Regions from separate parts of the Ovis aries genome. Here region 2 is linked to region 1. A link is a contact called in public Hi-C data. All regions are on one chromosome and are shown on one strand. The core of a region is the stretch at or near the end of the contact, and the rest is flanking DNA. Distances in the headings are between cores, read along the strand shown. Region 1 has its middle 37 kb from the start of PSMD12. Region 2 has its middle 53 kb from the start of METRNL.

The links. A called contact is a pair of places that touch in the nucleus more often than the background predicts.
Region 2: a Hi-C map of blood shows a contact between it and region 1, with 1.9 times the contacts expected there. The contact joins two enhancer-like sites. A contact is called at or near these places in 8 of 16 Hi-C or Micro-C datasets (blood, liver, muscle and 2 more).

Annotation. Positions count from the first base shown.
Region 1 is chr11:49,223,242-49,230,746 of ARS-UI_Ramb_v3.0, reverse strand. No RefSeq gene overlaps it. Among named protein-coding and RNA genes, the nearest start is that of PSMD12, 37 kb to the right of the region's middle. Within about 2 kb of position 3,621, at least 18 of the 54 cell types and tissues checked have an H3K27ac peak or open chromatin away from gene starts, as enhancers often do.
Region 2 is chr11:49,273,615-49,281,119 of ARS-UI_Ramb_v3.0, reverse strand. No RefSeq gene overlaps it. Among named protein-coding and RNA genes, the nearest start is that of METRNL, 53 kb to the left of the region's middle. Within about 2 kb of position 2,714, at least 5 of the 54 cell types and tissues checked have an H3K27ac peak or open chromatin away from gene starts, as enhancers often do.

The DNA of each region.
Region 1 (7,505 bases), core at 2,372-4,871:
TGGCTGCAGACAGGGTGTGGTGCCTGGAGCCTGCAGAGGTGTCCCTCGGGCACTCTGGTTTCTGTATGGAGTGACCACAGCTCTCATAGCCATGTTCCTCAAACCAAGGCAGGGCCCCTGTGCGAGGCCAGCCGGCCAGTGGGTGAGTAGGCCTTCGGGCTCTGCCACCAGCCGGGCCATTCAGCCAAAGCACATGTTCTCCCTCTAATTGGAGCTGGATTAGGGCTGGAGCAAGAGAACGGCGGCTTGTCAACAAAGAGGCCTTAGACTTGGGGCAGCAGTGGGTCAAGGCGGCAGCCAGCAGTGGGGAGGTTGGAGGGGGGCGGCCGGCCCCGTCCACAAGCAGCTACCCTCAGCCTAGCCCTTCCTCTGCTGTCTCAGCTCTCACGGACCCAACACAGAGAAGCAGGACTCACAGTGCTGATCACATCCTCCTCTGCAGGGCCCCCAACCCCTCAAGGGCTGAGGCCCATCAGAACCTACCAGGGACCCTCAAAGCCAGAGCAGCCTGGGTGTGGGGGCTTCAACTGCTACCAGGGCAGGGGGATGGACTCTCTGGAGGTGAAGTCTGCAGAGCGCCCTGGGGCATCTCGCTCTGTGCTGTGAACAAGAATGCAGCCAGTTCCTGCTGAGTTCATGTGGACCAAACGGCTTTGAATGGAAACCAGAGGGTTCGCTTCTCACCAGTACACCCACCCATCTTTCTGCAAGAGAGGCCAAGCCATCAGCACCGACTTCTGACTTCTGTTAGTCTGATGGAGATGGTATTGGTGCTGAGCATCCCTTTGGGGCTCCTGAGTGGACTTTGGCTGGAAGTAGGGCAGAGGGGCTTCCCTGGTGGTTCAGTGGTAAAGAATCCACCTGCTAATGCTAGTGGACCTGTCCTGCTAACGGATATCGATGACCCAGAGACATCGATCCCTGGGTCAGGAAGGTCTCCTGGAGAAGGAAATGGCAACCCACTCTAAAATATTCTTGCCCAGGAAATCCCATGGACAGAGGAGCCTGGCAGGCTACAGTCCAGCTGCTGCTGCTGCTAAGTCGCTTCAGTCGTGTCCGACTCTGTGCGACCCCACAGACAGCAGCCCACCAGGCTCCCCCATGCCTGGGATTCTCCAGGCAAGAACACTGGAGTGGGTTGCCATTTCCTTCTCCAATGCATGAAAGTGAAAAGTGAAAGTGAAGTTGCTCAGTCGTGCCTGACTCTTCGCGACCCCATGGACTGCAGCCCACCAGGCTCCTCCGCCCATGGGATTTTCCAGGCAAGAGTACTGGAGTGGGGTGCCATTGCCTTCTCCGAGGCTACAGTCCATGGGGTCACAAAACAGTAGGACACGACTTAGTGACTAAACAACAACAAGGGCAGGGGGTGGAGTGGGGGTATGGGAGATCTTTCTAGAGGCCAGAAGGGGACAACTGGGGCAACCAGGATCACAGGAGGCTTCCTAAATCCGAGGAATGCAGAGCACCACACCAGTTTTCTCGTCTATACAGAGGAGGGTTTATACTCTGGGCTCAGACACCCCTTCCTGCATTCCCTGGAGAGCAGCCTGCTCTGTGCCACCTGGTTGGAGCACATCTAAGCTGAGCTGGAACACAGGACAGGCAGCCAAGAACCATTGTTGAGAGTCCTCCTGGGAGGGTGTGGGCAGGGGCCTGGGCAACTGGACATCTGAGTGACAAGGGTCTGGACCAAGGGTGGGTGCTCTGGGCAAGGCCTCACACACCACTCACACACTGCCTGCAGGAGCTCTGGACCCTCACCTGGGATGATCAGAACAGGTAGGTTGGGGCTCAGCCCTGCCCTGAGAGCAGGTAAGTTTCACTGTCTGGAAAGACAGCCCCACAGCAGGTCCACAGGGCACTCAAGCCCGGGGACCTGCTCGTTGCCCACGGGGACATTCAGGGCAGTCTAACTGGGCACAGATAGGGCACTCTTGGGAGCACCTCCAGACTTTCACTTTATAGGCACACTAGTGGGACCTGTGGGCCCGCTCAGGTTTCAACTCATGGCCCTTTGTCCCCACTGAGCCTCTTTCTGTCAAAATGCACACACCCAGGGTCCTCTCTCTTAGCAGGATCTTTCATGTTGCACGTGTTAAAATGTCTCTACAAGCTGACCAAGGGCCTGTGACTCAGCATTCCTGCTCCCACACAGGTTTGCAGGGGTGCCAACCGACATTATAAATCCCAGGAGAGGCCAGCAGCTGGCCGGGCCCCATGGCCCCCAAGTCCCGGCTCTGCAGCCCTCCAGCCCTCCTCTCTCATCCTTCGACCTGCCAGAACCATTGGCGTGTCTGATGGCTGTTACTTCTTAAGTTGCTCAGCTCCTTTAGTTAGCTGCTACCAGTGCCCAGCTTGTCTTAATCAGCTATTGATTAAGACACACCCCATGTATCCCCAGGATAGGGTAGTGGGAGGTGAGATGTTCCCCAGGAGGTTGGGTGACGCAGCCAGGGAACAGAACCCGCGTGCTGGGCCTGTGGAGGCGGGATGTGGCCAGCCTCTGAGGGCTGTGGGTGGGTGGGGTGCCTTCTCGAGCTGAGTCACCCGCTGGCACCAGGAAGCCTGGCCGCATGACCTCCAAGCAGAGGCAACTTGGACTTGCTGAATATGAGGAGAGTTACTACTGTTTCCTAGAAGCAACGGGGAGTTGATGAGTTTCACTGAGCATCTCCTTCCTAGAATGGTCACCATCCCGGGGGCACCTCCAGGGTGAGCGGGGACAGGGTCGAGTGAAGTCATGTGAAGGGTGGGGACATCTCCACCTGCAGACACTGGGTGCTCCCTTTGAGCAGAGGAAATGGTTTGGACCCATTTTGCCAATGCATTTGTGAGACAACTTGTCTAAGTATCTTAGACCGAGGAAGAGATGAAGCTTACAGGACCCAGGAACTGCTTGCACACTCGGATACACAGACACACAGACACACAGACACACACACACACACACACACACACACACTGTGAGATACACCCAGACACTCACTCACAGGGAACACATCCACACCTCACACCCCTGCATGCTCAAAGACACCCACCCTGCCAGCCCTGCACACACCCTTGGCCTGATGGACAGGCTGGAGACTGAGGACCCCAGGCTGACCTGAGACTCCAGGGCTTAGAACAGAAGTGGCAAGAACATGCTGACTTTCTGCCTCGGCCCGTTCAGGGACACCATGTGTGCACCCTGGGTTCTGCCCCTGACCTGAGCTTCTACTCTCTCACCCACGAAACAGGCATCAAGGGCTGCCCAGGTTGCTTAAGTGGAACCACCCCTGAAGCATCAAACAGGGAGGGCAGAAAACACGGGGACGAGGTGGAGGGCTTCCCAGAGCTCTGGCCTCTGCGTTGGTTCACCCAGCCCTCCCAGCACTGCAGCCTGACCACTCACCCTGAGTGCACACTCCCTAGCCAGCAGAGGAGCCTCAGCAACCACCTGGGGCTGCAGCAAAGGCTGCAGGGAGTGGGGGGGGGGGGTTCCACGGGGAGGAAGCCCAGCCCGCTGCCCTTCCAGCGCTCCTGCATCGCCACCTGCTGGCCACGAGGAGCCTTGGTGTGCGCCTGGCACAAGCCCTGGGCATTGGCCCAGATTCCCGGAGCCCCCCAGCAGGTTCAAGACAGTGAGTAGGGGTGTAGGCTGGCAAGGCCAGGGACCTGGCCCCCAATTTCTCAAGTCAGGAAGGGCAGAAGCAAAGCTTTGGCGCCAGGAGCTGGGCTCCGTTCCCAGACTTCCTCTTGGAAATGGGCGAGCGCAGGAGGGCTGGACGCTGAGCCACGGTAACTGGCTAAACCTCCCAACCCTGCTCCTGCCCCAATCCTCTGCAGGCCTCAGAGCTGAGGCATCTCCTTGATAAAGCAGGGTTCAGGTAAGGACATAGGCTCCTATGGAATGGGTCAGCTGATTCCTGGACGCATCCAGAGCTCCAAGGACATGGCCTGATCTCTAGTCCAAGAGGTGACCCTTGGCAGGACACCCCAAGTCAGAGAACAGGCGGCAGAGGGTGCGAAAGAATATTTGGAGGAAACTGCTGCAAGTTTTGTGTGGCTTGAGTGTGTACCTCGAACTCCACTCCAGATAGCGCATTGCCTTTTCACCAAGATGCACAATCTCTCTGCCTCTGGGCTTCTGCATTCCCGCTGCCTCTGCTCAGCCACAGCTCCTCCACACCCAGGTGACAGCAGCCCCGCCCTGCCCCCCGCCCCCAACACACTCACACTGGGGGCGTTCCCGGGTCTTGCTCCTTTGTTATTCAGGAGCCTGGTGTCATTCTTTGTAAAAGCTGACTCTTAACTAAATACAACAGTGTTAACAGTTCACCTCAAAAAATACATTAAAGCTTAATTGAACCAGATCTCCAGTCTCCAGGACACTCAGCTACAACTTGGCACTTAGTCAAGTCCATTTCAACTCATTACTTCACCCATCTAGTTTCTCTACCCAGCTCCAGAGAACGGTTTTTTGCCTTACCTGGATTGCTGCTTGGAGTTGAAAAATACCAGATTTCACACCCTGGGGAGGGGCTGGACAGGGGAGGAGAACAGGGATGAGGCCCGGGTGCTCCATCCGTCCAGCAATGTCCAGAGCTGACTCCAGGAGGAAAGCCCACCCCAGGCACAGGCAGGTCAGAGCCAGGTGGGCCAGGTGGATGCCTGTGATGGCTGGTGCGGGCGGCTCTAAGACACTGCATTTCAGACATGTTAACGAGGGGTTAACCAGACACATGCTTCAGACCATCACACTCTCCCTGGGTCTCTGGGCCTCAGAAATACATCAGAGGTCAGACAGGTGGAGACCCAGCTTTGCCTACAAGGTCCAGAAACCCAGGGGGAAACACTTGAGGCCTCATCACTGGGAAGGAGCATGTGTTGGTGACTTTCTGAGTGACACGAAGCACGTTTCCTGCATCACCTTTAAAGTCAGGCTGCTGCTGCTACTGCTGCTAAGTAGCTTCAGTTGTGTCCAACTCTGTTGACCCCATAGACGGCAGCCCACCAGGCTCCCCCATCCCTGGGATTCTCCAGGCAAGAGCACTGGAGTGGGTTGCCATTTCCTTCTCCATGCATGAAAGCAAAAAGTGAAAATGAAGTCGCTCAGTTGTGTCCGACTCTTCGCGACCCCATGGACTGCAGCCCACCAGGCTCCTCCATCCATGGGATTTTCCAGGCAAGAGTACTGGAGTGGGGTGCCATTGCCTTCTCTGTTAAAGTCAGGCACCTGACTCCAAATGATCCTGGCAAAGGATGCAAAACATGGTTTCCCTGTTATGAGAGTGAAAGGGAAGAACCAGGAAGAAGGGAGGGGCAGAGGGGAGACAGGCTGTGAACGCTGTCCTCCTGCAGCCCCTCTGGGAACTGGAGTCGGTGGTGCTACCCAAGGGACCCCAGTGTCACCCCACCAGCTACCCTGTCTGAGATGCTGCTCCTCCTGTCCAAGCAGGCCTCTTGCTCTTCCAGTAGTGCCTATTCAACTAGTGCCACTTCTGGCATCCCCCAGTGTTCCAATATGGTGCCCAACTTTGGGGTTCATGCCTTGAGGCTAACCCTCACCTGTCCCACCACTTCTTTGGCTACACAAGGGAATATACACAACTGTGAACACGACTCTCACTCCCGCCAGGCCCCCACTAGACACTCACGGTTGCCCTCTCGCAACCCTTGTTAAGGACAAATTATTCACTGGACACTTGTTAGAAAGTGCAAGAGACTTTATTCAAGACTCTGGCAAATGTGGGAAGAAACCGACTTCAACTCAGTATAACAAAGCCAGAGTGAAGAGTTACAGCCCTTGGCCAGGTGAGGATGCAAATGCAACTTACTAACAGGAACTCGGATAGCTTCAAGGGTGGGGGATTCTTGGCTGGGACAGGACTCAGCAGGCCCAGGATGAGGCCTGGAGGAGAAGAGGTGCCAGGGAACCAGGCCTGAGTTTGCTCTGTCTCCCCCAACACACAATGTCCCTGTGGAGGGACCCCCCAAGTGGAGGTTGAGGTCAAGAAACAGTTTCAGTTCAGGTCAGTTCAGTCGCTCAGTCATGTCCCACTCTTTGAGACCCCAAGAACTGCAGCACGCCAGGCCTCCCTGTCTATCACCAACTCCTGGAGTTTACCCAAACTCATGTCCATTGAGTTGGTGATACCATCCAACCATCTCATCCTCTGTCGTCCCCTTCTCCTCCTGCCCTCAATCTTTCCCACCATCAGGGTCTTCTCAAATGACTCAGTTCTTCAAATCAGGTGGCCAAAGTATTGGAGTTTCAGCTTCAGCATCAGTCCTTCCAATGAACACCCAGGACTGATCTCCTTTAGGATGGGCTGGTTGGATCTCCTTGCAGTCCAAGGGACTCTCAAGAGTCTTCTCCAACACCACAGCTCAAAAGCATCAATTCTTCGGCGCTCAGCTTTCTTTATAGGAACCTTCCAAGGACAGGAACCACTGTGGTCGACAGATGCAAAGCCAGAGACGGACACCACGTCTAATGAGCCAAAACTCAGAAGGGGAGTCTCCTCCCAAATGTGTCCCTTTGCACTTGAGGCTCTGGTTTTCTTTCCCTCCATCCCAGGCCTGCCTTTCTTTCTCTGCCTCTCACTAGCCCCTGCTCCGACGTTCTGGGGAGTTGTGAGCTGCTCTCTTCCCACCCACTCTCCACTGCTGCGTTCTCTGTCCACCTCCCTTTCCGCGGCCTCCACAGAATTTCTAACCCTGAGCCCCATGCTCCGCCAGGACCAACCACAGCCCAGAACAGATCTGCTGATAAGGCTGTGTGCATCGTACAACATGCTTCTGTGCTGTGTGCCTGCTTCTAAAGGTGACAAGTACAATGCTTTGTCTCTTTTTCTTTCTTGAAATAAAAATCCAAATGACAAAATTAATTTGCCCTTCATGGACTGTGCCCTGCTGGAATCTCTCTACATGTGGCCCCGAGAGGAAGGGTTTCTTGGAGGAGGCTGAGCCCCTGCAGACAGAGGCTCTCAAATAATAGGCAGGGGGATAGTTTCCTGGAGGTCACACCTGAAACTTCCACATCCCAGAGAGTGGCCCAGGAACCTCCCCTCCTCAAAGCCCAGTAGCCAAGTAGAAACTGATGTCCCCTCCTCCCCCTGCCACCACCAGGCCAGTTTTTCCTGCTTGTCCTGTTTGGGGACTCCAGCCAGAAACCCAATAGGCAGAGGGGAGGGGGCGAGGAGAGGAGGAGAGGCAAACAAGAGATCCCAGACTCTGCACCGTGCTGGGAGAAGGTGGGGGGCAGGGCATATAAGAGCCTGATGGCGCTGCAGTAAGCCCCTAAACACTTCCTCACCTGGTCTCAGGACCTTGCTCATGGCACCTCTTCGGGGTCCTGTGCAGGAGGTACCTACCCCCACCTTTGGAAGCTGGGTGCCCCTGGGCTCACCTCCTTGGGTGGTCTCTCCCCCCATACTTCCTGCTGTCTTCCCGCAGAGCTCCTCTTCTCCCCAGCTCCAGCTGCTTCCTCTGTTGAAGACTCTGAGGTCACCTCTCACATG
Region 2 (7,505 bases), core at 1,465-3,964, 51 kb before region 1:
CTGGGTTTTTTTAGGTGATGAAAGGTGCTTTTTTTTTTTTTTTTTTTAATGCTTTCCTCTAGTACTCTTAGGATCTTCCTGCTTTACATTTCTGATCCTTTTGGAATGATGCTGGTGTCTGGTGAGAGGTGTGTGTCTAACTTGTGTGTCTAACTGGTCACCTTGTTGCTCGAGGAGCATCTATTCATAACGCCTTGTTGGCACCACCCTTACACACAGCAGCATCCCCTGTTCTGGCCTCTGTTCTGTTCCATGTTCTGGCTAGGTGTATTCCAGGAGGCAGGTCACATGATGTCCCATTTTGTTGATTAGAACATCAAGGCTCTGGGGAGTAGTATCCTCCAAAGGTCTCCTGGGCGGGTGGCTCTGCCAGCCTGTTTCTTCACCAGGGTGACTTCTTACTCCCCCATCCTCCCACCCCCCGAGGGGTGAGTTAAACAGGAATGACCAGAAGACAAAATGTCCAGGTTCCTTATCTATGTGCTGAGATCTCAGAAGCTGCCATGTTATCTGGGGCTCACAGAGGCGCCATGCAGCCCGCTGGCCGCAATGCTGGTCTCAGAGAGGAACAAGGTTCTGTTGGGGTTTCACAAGATCACTCTTTTGACCTGAGGGTGAAGTTCAGATTGTGCCAGCTCAAGGTCTTTCCTCCCTCCTCCCCAGCTGTGTGTGGACAAGGCTGCCCGATCCCTGCTAGAAGCCTCCTTGTCTCTCATCTGAGCATGTGTTACCTGCTCAGGTGAGGCTTTCCTGACTCCTCTCCCCTTCCCCAGGCAGAGTGACTGCGTCCTGCTTGGGCCACTCTGCCTCCCAGGCATCATCCTTGAACTGCAGGGAAGTGTTTGTTTGTCTTTATCTGAGCTCTGAGCTCCTTGAAGTCAGGGCTGGGAGTCTCTTCTCAGCCCCCAGGGCTCATGAAGTGAATTGAAGGGTGTTGAGGGTTTTAGGATAGTTCATGAATTGCTATTATTAATTTCCACCTAGGACAAGCTGTGTGTATGTACAGCTGTTTGAGTTCTAAACCAGGCAACATACGCCTTGGTGCTCAGCAGTACATGGCCTTGGTTCTCTGACTTCTCTGTAGCCGTGGAGCAAAGGTGCTCGGTCACAGCGCAGCAGTTTCTAGAACTGGGGAAGTCTGTGTGTCCATCCTGAGTTCCTACCCTGCACTGTCCCTGTACCCCTGTGTGCCCACACCCTACCCACCAAAGCCCCTACTAGGCAAGTTATAAAGCAAGTAAATCAGTCATTTTCTCCAAAGCTCCTCTTTCTCCTCCTGATACCCCTCGGATGCATCTTCCTTCCCTTTCCCCCAACTCATGGTCAGCAAATCCCTTGAATGTGTGAGGTCTCAACTTAGACCTTAGAGGCTGTTCCTTCCTGAGGATATGGGTATTCTGATAGGAGATTCTAGAAAATCAGTAAGTACCCTCCACCTAACTCATTTGCCCAGCCAGCTTCAGACAGCTGAGCTGAGACAGCAGGTATGAGGCCCTCCAGGAGCTGTATGCAGTCCTTTGCACCCCTACCTTCCATGTTGATGAGAAGGTTAAATAGCATCACCGACTCAACAGACATGAATTTGAGTAAACTCTGGGAGATAGTGAAGAACAGGGAAGCCTGGCGTGCTACAGTACATGGGGTTGCAAAGAGTCGGCCACAACTTGGTGACTGAACAACAACAACTTCCATCTTGATTGGCTGTGATCAAGCCATGGGTCCACACAGGGCAGTGCAAGCCCACATCCCCACTGGATCCGTGTGCACCACGGTGGCTGCAGTCACCCCACTGCCTGGGGTAACCCAGGCGAACCACCCGCCCCGGTGTCTGAAGTCTGCCCGTGGTCTTCGGTCAGGGCTGTGGAGTATCCCCTGATGAGCCTGGGGGCCTGGATCATACACAGTCAGAGAGAGAGAGGCTATAAGTCTAACAGAGGCCATCCTCATCTACCTGATCCCAAAGGTTGCACAGAAACCCTGGTGCCCACGGGTCACTAATCTAGTGCACAGACCAGGAGATGCCAGGGCTGAAGCGGCCTTAAAACCCCGCATGGAGCCACATTCCAGCGCACGTGGGGGCTCTCTCCAGAGACATGGTCACTCAAGTAAGTTACTTCCGTAAAATGCATCCCTGACAAGCACAGCGAGAGGATCTTGCTGCACCCTGTGATCTCACTGTCTGGACGGTTATGCCCGGGTGCTGTCTCACTGCACTGGAACACGGTGGAAGGAGGCAACAATGATGGGAAATCTAAAGAGAAGCTATAGCGTTACATGCTTTGATAACTGATTTCATGTTGGTGGCTCAGACAGTAAAGAAGTGCAGTGCAGAAGACCTGGGTTTGATCCTTGGGTCAGGAAGATCCCCTGGAGAAGGGCATGGTAACCCACTCCAGTATACTTGCCTGGAACATCCCTTGGAGCAAGAGCCTGGTGGGCCCTAGTGCATGAGGTTGCAAAGAGTTAGACACCATGGAGCAACCTTCACCTCACCTAGTTTTATCTTGCTAGGGAGTTATATGTCAGTCATAGTCAAAATACCAAGCTGCATGGTGTAATGAGTGATGACGAATTCTGAAGTTTCCACCTGTGATGCTGGGGTTTTAGCGGTGATGAAAGAGTGGGGATTTGCCCTGGGCAGGGGAAGGTCCCCCCAGGGTGGCTCAGATCATAGGCAGGAAACCCCACCCCGGTCCCCGTCCCTCACTCTCACTTCCCGTTCTGTTATTTGCGTGGTGAGATGTCAGGGAGTGAAAGGGAAGTTGGAGAGGAGACGTAGATACACATGAACTACATCAGGATGCACCAGGATGCACTTTTCCTGGTGATTAATACTCTTTTGTGTGACTTTCTCCCCTGAAGAATGCCTGAATAGGATCCAGGCAAATGAAAGAGATTAGTCTGAGTTGTTCAAGGGTCCTTAATACCTCACCCACAGAATCACGTGGAGCTTATTCTGAGTTCACTTTCTCCTCTTCCTCTCATGTTACTTGAGAGCTTCATCCCTGTGGGTGGGACCTCACAGCTTCTCCCAGGAGCTGGCTGCCTGTGGTGGCCTCGTCCACTCGAGTCAAGTGACATTACTATCCGAGAGAGTAAGCCCATAGACACAGCAAGGCCCCAGGAGATGGCTGGAGCCCTGGGGTGGAGGGAGGGACCTGCATGGTGGCTGGGGTTGGGACAAGGACAGGAGCAGAGGACGTGTACAGGGGTCCCCGAGAAGTCTTTGCATCACCCACAGTGCCCATCAAAGATCGCTGGTCTCCACACTACCAACTTACTGTCTCATAAAGTGTTTTCTATTAGTTTTATAAATTGAATATAATAAACTATAAAAAGGGAAAACGCTTTATAGTCTGTAGATAAGTTAGTTCATCGACCACCTGATTTGTGTTAACACTGTGGCTGCTTTGCCTATATACTCTCCCCCATCCAGAGACGGCAGTGAGAAGGAGGCTTCTAGAGGAGGGAGGTGATGCTTAGACCATCCTCATGTCAGAGGCAGGAAGAGCAGGACCAGGGCTTCGGCTTCAGCGCCCTGACTCCTCACCTTCTAAAGTACAATTTCATCTTAGGGAACCTGCTTGGATTCAGCTCTGTGCTGGTAGCAACCTCCAAACCCTGCAATTTTCACTGAACAACCTGGGGGAAGACTGCATGGGTTATAATGGGGGAAAGTGAGGAAGACAAGGAAAGGGAAGAAAGAAAAAAATTGTTAATTAAAAAAGAAAAAGGAAAGGGAAGAAACCAGGCAAGGGAAGTTCAAGCTGCTGAAATGAGGCCCTTGTGGGCACGGGAGGTGCAAACAGCCTCCAAGATTGGGTCTGGTTCTGGGTTTCCCATGTAGTACAGTCATATTTCAGCTCATGGAGAGAACAGATGTGAGATGTATTGGAAACCCACAAGCTCTGTGGGAGGATAGGGTGATGGCAGATTGCGGACTTTGTCTCTTCTGAAGTTTCCGGGTCAATTTTTCAAAAGGACATTCAGCCTTTATTTTCAGGCCAACCTTGGCATGACACACATCATCTTGGGATGTGGTGGGTGATCCACTGTGGAGGGAGGGAATGTCACTGGGAGATTTTCCATTGGTTCAAGTCTGGGAGTTGGGGAGGGAGAGGGCACCCCATCTCTGCTTGGGACACACACTCTTCTTAAGGTTGCCTCCTATGGAAGCTCATTGTTTTAAGAATAAAAGGTGAAAAAAAAATGTGAAAAGGGAGAAAACCTTATCTAAAACCTTTTACTGGTAAGGACTTCCCCGGTGAGTCAGTGGTAAAGGACCCACCTGCCAATGCAGGAGAAGTAAGTTCAGTCCCTGGGTCAGGAAGATCCCCTGGAGAAGGAAATGGCCACCCACTCCAGTATTCTTGCCTGGGAAATCCCATACACAGAGGAGCCTGGAAGGCTACACTCCATGGGGCTGCAAAAGAGTTGGACACGACTTAGCAACTAAACAACAGCAACTTTGCTGATAAAGATCTGCAGGCTCTAAAAGTTCAAAGAAGAGGCTCAAGTATAAATGGTATCTTCAAGAGGCTTAAAGGCTACAGGCATCCTGGGCTTGTGATCTCGGAGCTGGAGATGAGGGGAAAAAACTCAGCCTCCCTGGGTCAGTCTTCCAAGGAGTAAGGACCCGGTGGGGAGTGCTTGCTCTGGGAAACAGGAAGAAAGAGAAAATAGTCTTCAAGAAAGAAGACACAATGAAAACTAAAAGCAATATGGATCCCATCAATGCGACACGGTTGAGAAACAATAGACCATCCATCAGATATAACATGTACTTTTATTCACACAAAGACGTGAATGAGAGCAATGTTGACATGGAAGGGGTGACAGTTTTACAAAAATGGGTTGACAAGTTCTCATTTATTTGTCTCCATCTGTGTGTGTGTTTCCAGTGTGATACCAAGGCGGGGAGATGGTGCAGTCTGTCGCAGGTGTAGAGCATAATTGGGTACCTTGTCTGTAGAGAGTCTTAATAATACAAGTGCCTAGAAGTTTGTCTCCTTTTTAGTATCACCGTTGGCATCAGCAATTCTAAACCCTGTTAGTGATAAAACACTTCTCCCTGCCAGCGGGTACAGCTGCCACTGCTTCCTGTCTTGCTCAGCCACTGTGTATTTGCATATGATGTATATGAACATGAAGTTAAACATGGGGTACACACAATTTTTTGTTAGCTCGGGTTACCTAGGAAGGGCTTGGGGTTGGTATGGTGGGGGAGGAAAGAAAGATCCGCAGGGCAAAAACAGAGGAGGAGGGAAAGGATGGGAGGAAGGGATAGTTAGGGAGCTTGAAATCAACATGGACACACTGCTGTATCTAAAACGATAACCGACAAGGACCTACTGTATAGCGCATGGAACTCTGCTCAATGTTACGTGGTAGCCTGGATGGGAGGGGAGGTTGGGGCAGAATGGATACATGCGTATGGATTGGCTGAGTCCCTTTGCTGTGGACCTGAAACTATCACAACATTGTTAATCAGCTATACTCCGATATAAACTTAAAAGTTAAAAAAAAAGAGGAGGAAATAAAACACTACAGACTCATAATGTGATAACACCTGATGACATTTTATTGAAAATTACATATGCATTTAAGTAAAGGGAAATTTTAAAAAGAAAAAAAAAAGAAAAGATCTTCAAAGCTCTAGATTTTCTTCCCAGAAAGCCATACACTTTCACACCGAACTCAGGTTTAGACACTCCAAAAGCCGTTGCTGGATCACCTCTCCCAAGGTGAGAGTCTGCCACAGGCCTTGGGCTGGTCTGGGCTATAGTCTGATCCTGTCTACTCCTCATGTAGAGCACTTGAAATCCCTGAATGTGGTCAGAAGTCCTGGCCTGGAATCTTTTCTTGCAGCCTGCTGTCTGTGACCTTGGTCGTATGAATCCTTATGCTAAGGAGCAGTTTCCTCACCGCAGAAGGGCCCCTACCTCCTAGCTGGGTGGACAGCACTGGTGAGCTTCTGGCCAGCTGGGTCTCCGCAGGTCATAGTCAACCACGGGACTTCTAAGAACAAAACATGTCTCCCATCATCACCTCCCAGGGCTCCTTCCATTAGAATCTGCCCAGGCAGAACTATGTGTTCAAAGCTCTACATATTCAGCGCTTGATAAAAGCTAATTGGATGTGAATTTGGCCACAGCTCAGCTAACTGGTGAACTAGGGATGCAGGAAAAACCCTTGGGGTAAACCTTTCAAGGATTGCAGAGCATGGCTGGACACAGGTGGGATGGGCTGGTTTGTGGACACTCACTGACTTGCCCTGGCCCCTGCAATTTCTGCTCATTCTGTCTGCTGGTTTCCTCCTTTCCCCAGCCTGTCAATTTTCTCTCTGCTTCCATTACTTTTTTCTTTTCTTTTCCACTTTCCTTTGATCTCTCCACCTCAGCTGGTCTTTAGTGTTAGTTGTATGTATTTTAGAAGTTTTCTGTGTTTTTAATCAAAAGAAGACTTTAATCTGCTCTCCAGATCCCCCATGTAACCCTCAGGAAGTGGTGCTGGTGCTGAGCAAAGTGCAGCCAGGCCCTCACTTCACACCCCCGCTGCCAGGCATGGGGCCGCCCACAGGAAGGTTCTTGGCCTCGCTGACTCCATGGTAGAGGCCAAGAAGGCTGATGGCTCTCAGAGACCTTACAGCAGGCTGGATGATCAGCTAAGAGGAAGGCGCTGTCCGTGCTCCCAGGCATTTGGGGTGTAGCCTTTCTCTTCCAGCTCAGAAGGGACCTGGGAGCCCCAGCTGGTGATTCTGTGTTCTGCCTTTGGCTCTTAGTAAACACTGCTTGGAGACTCTTCTGTGAGCGCCGGGGAGGCATAATCCTGCATGGCTTGACACGGGTCATGCCCGCATTCTTCCTGAGTGGCTGCCCCCAGCAACACAAAGCTAAGAAGCAGAGGCCACCAGGAGATGAGGCTGCAGTTGCCTAGCAGAGCTGGTCGCTGCCAGGCCACGTGGGCAGGCACCTTTGTGGGGCTTGCTGGCCGCTGGGCAATCCACACCACGCCCAGCTCCCAGAGGTGCCAACATGGTGCTCACAAGCCTCAGACCAACTGGCTCCTGGAGCTCCAGACCCCACCACACACACAGCCACAGTTCCAGGGCATCAGTGGTCCTGGCAGGAGTGGAGCCGGCTGCCCATCCTTGCAGCTGCCCTGGGCAAGTGGTCCAGGGACCATTACCCACCACTCAGCAGACAAGCCCAGGGCTCCACCACCCAATTACCCAAACTCTGGGGTTCTCCTATTTGGGCCACTTACCCCAGTCCATCACAGAAGTGTTGTTCAGCTCTCCTGCTGTAGGATTAAGCTGAGGACTTCTAGGTGTGGAGGCTTGGGCATCTTTCATGCTCTGCTTGGTTTGTAACCCTTTGTGTGCGAACAGGAGTCTGGGGGAGGAGTGGGCAGGGGGGCATGTGTGTTTTAGCTCATTGAACACCGCAGGGTCCCTGAGAAATTTGGGGACTGGCTAAACTGTCATGTAGTGACTTCCTTGGTGC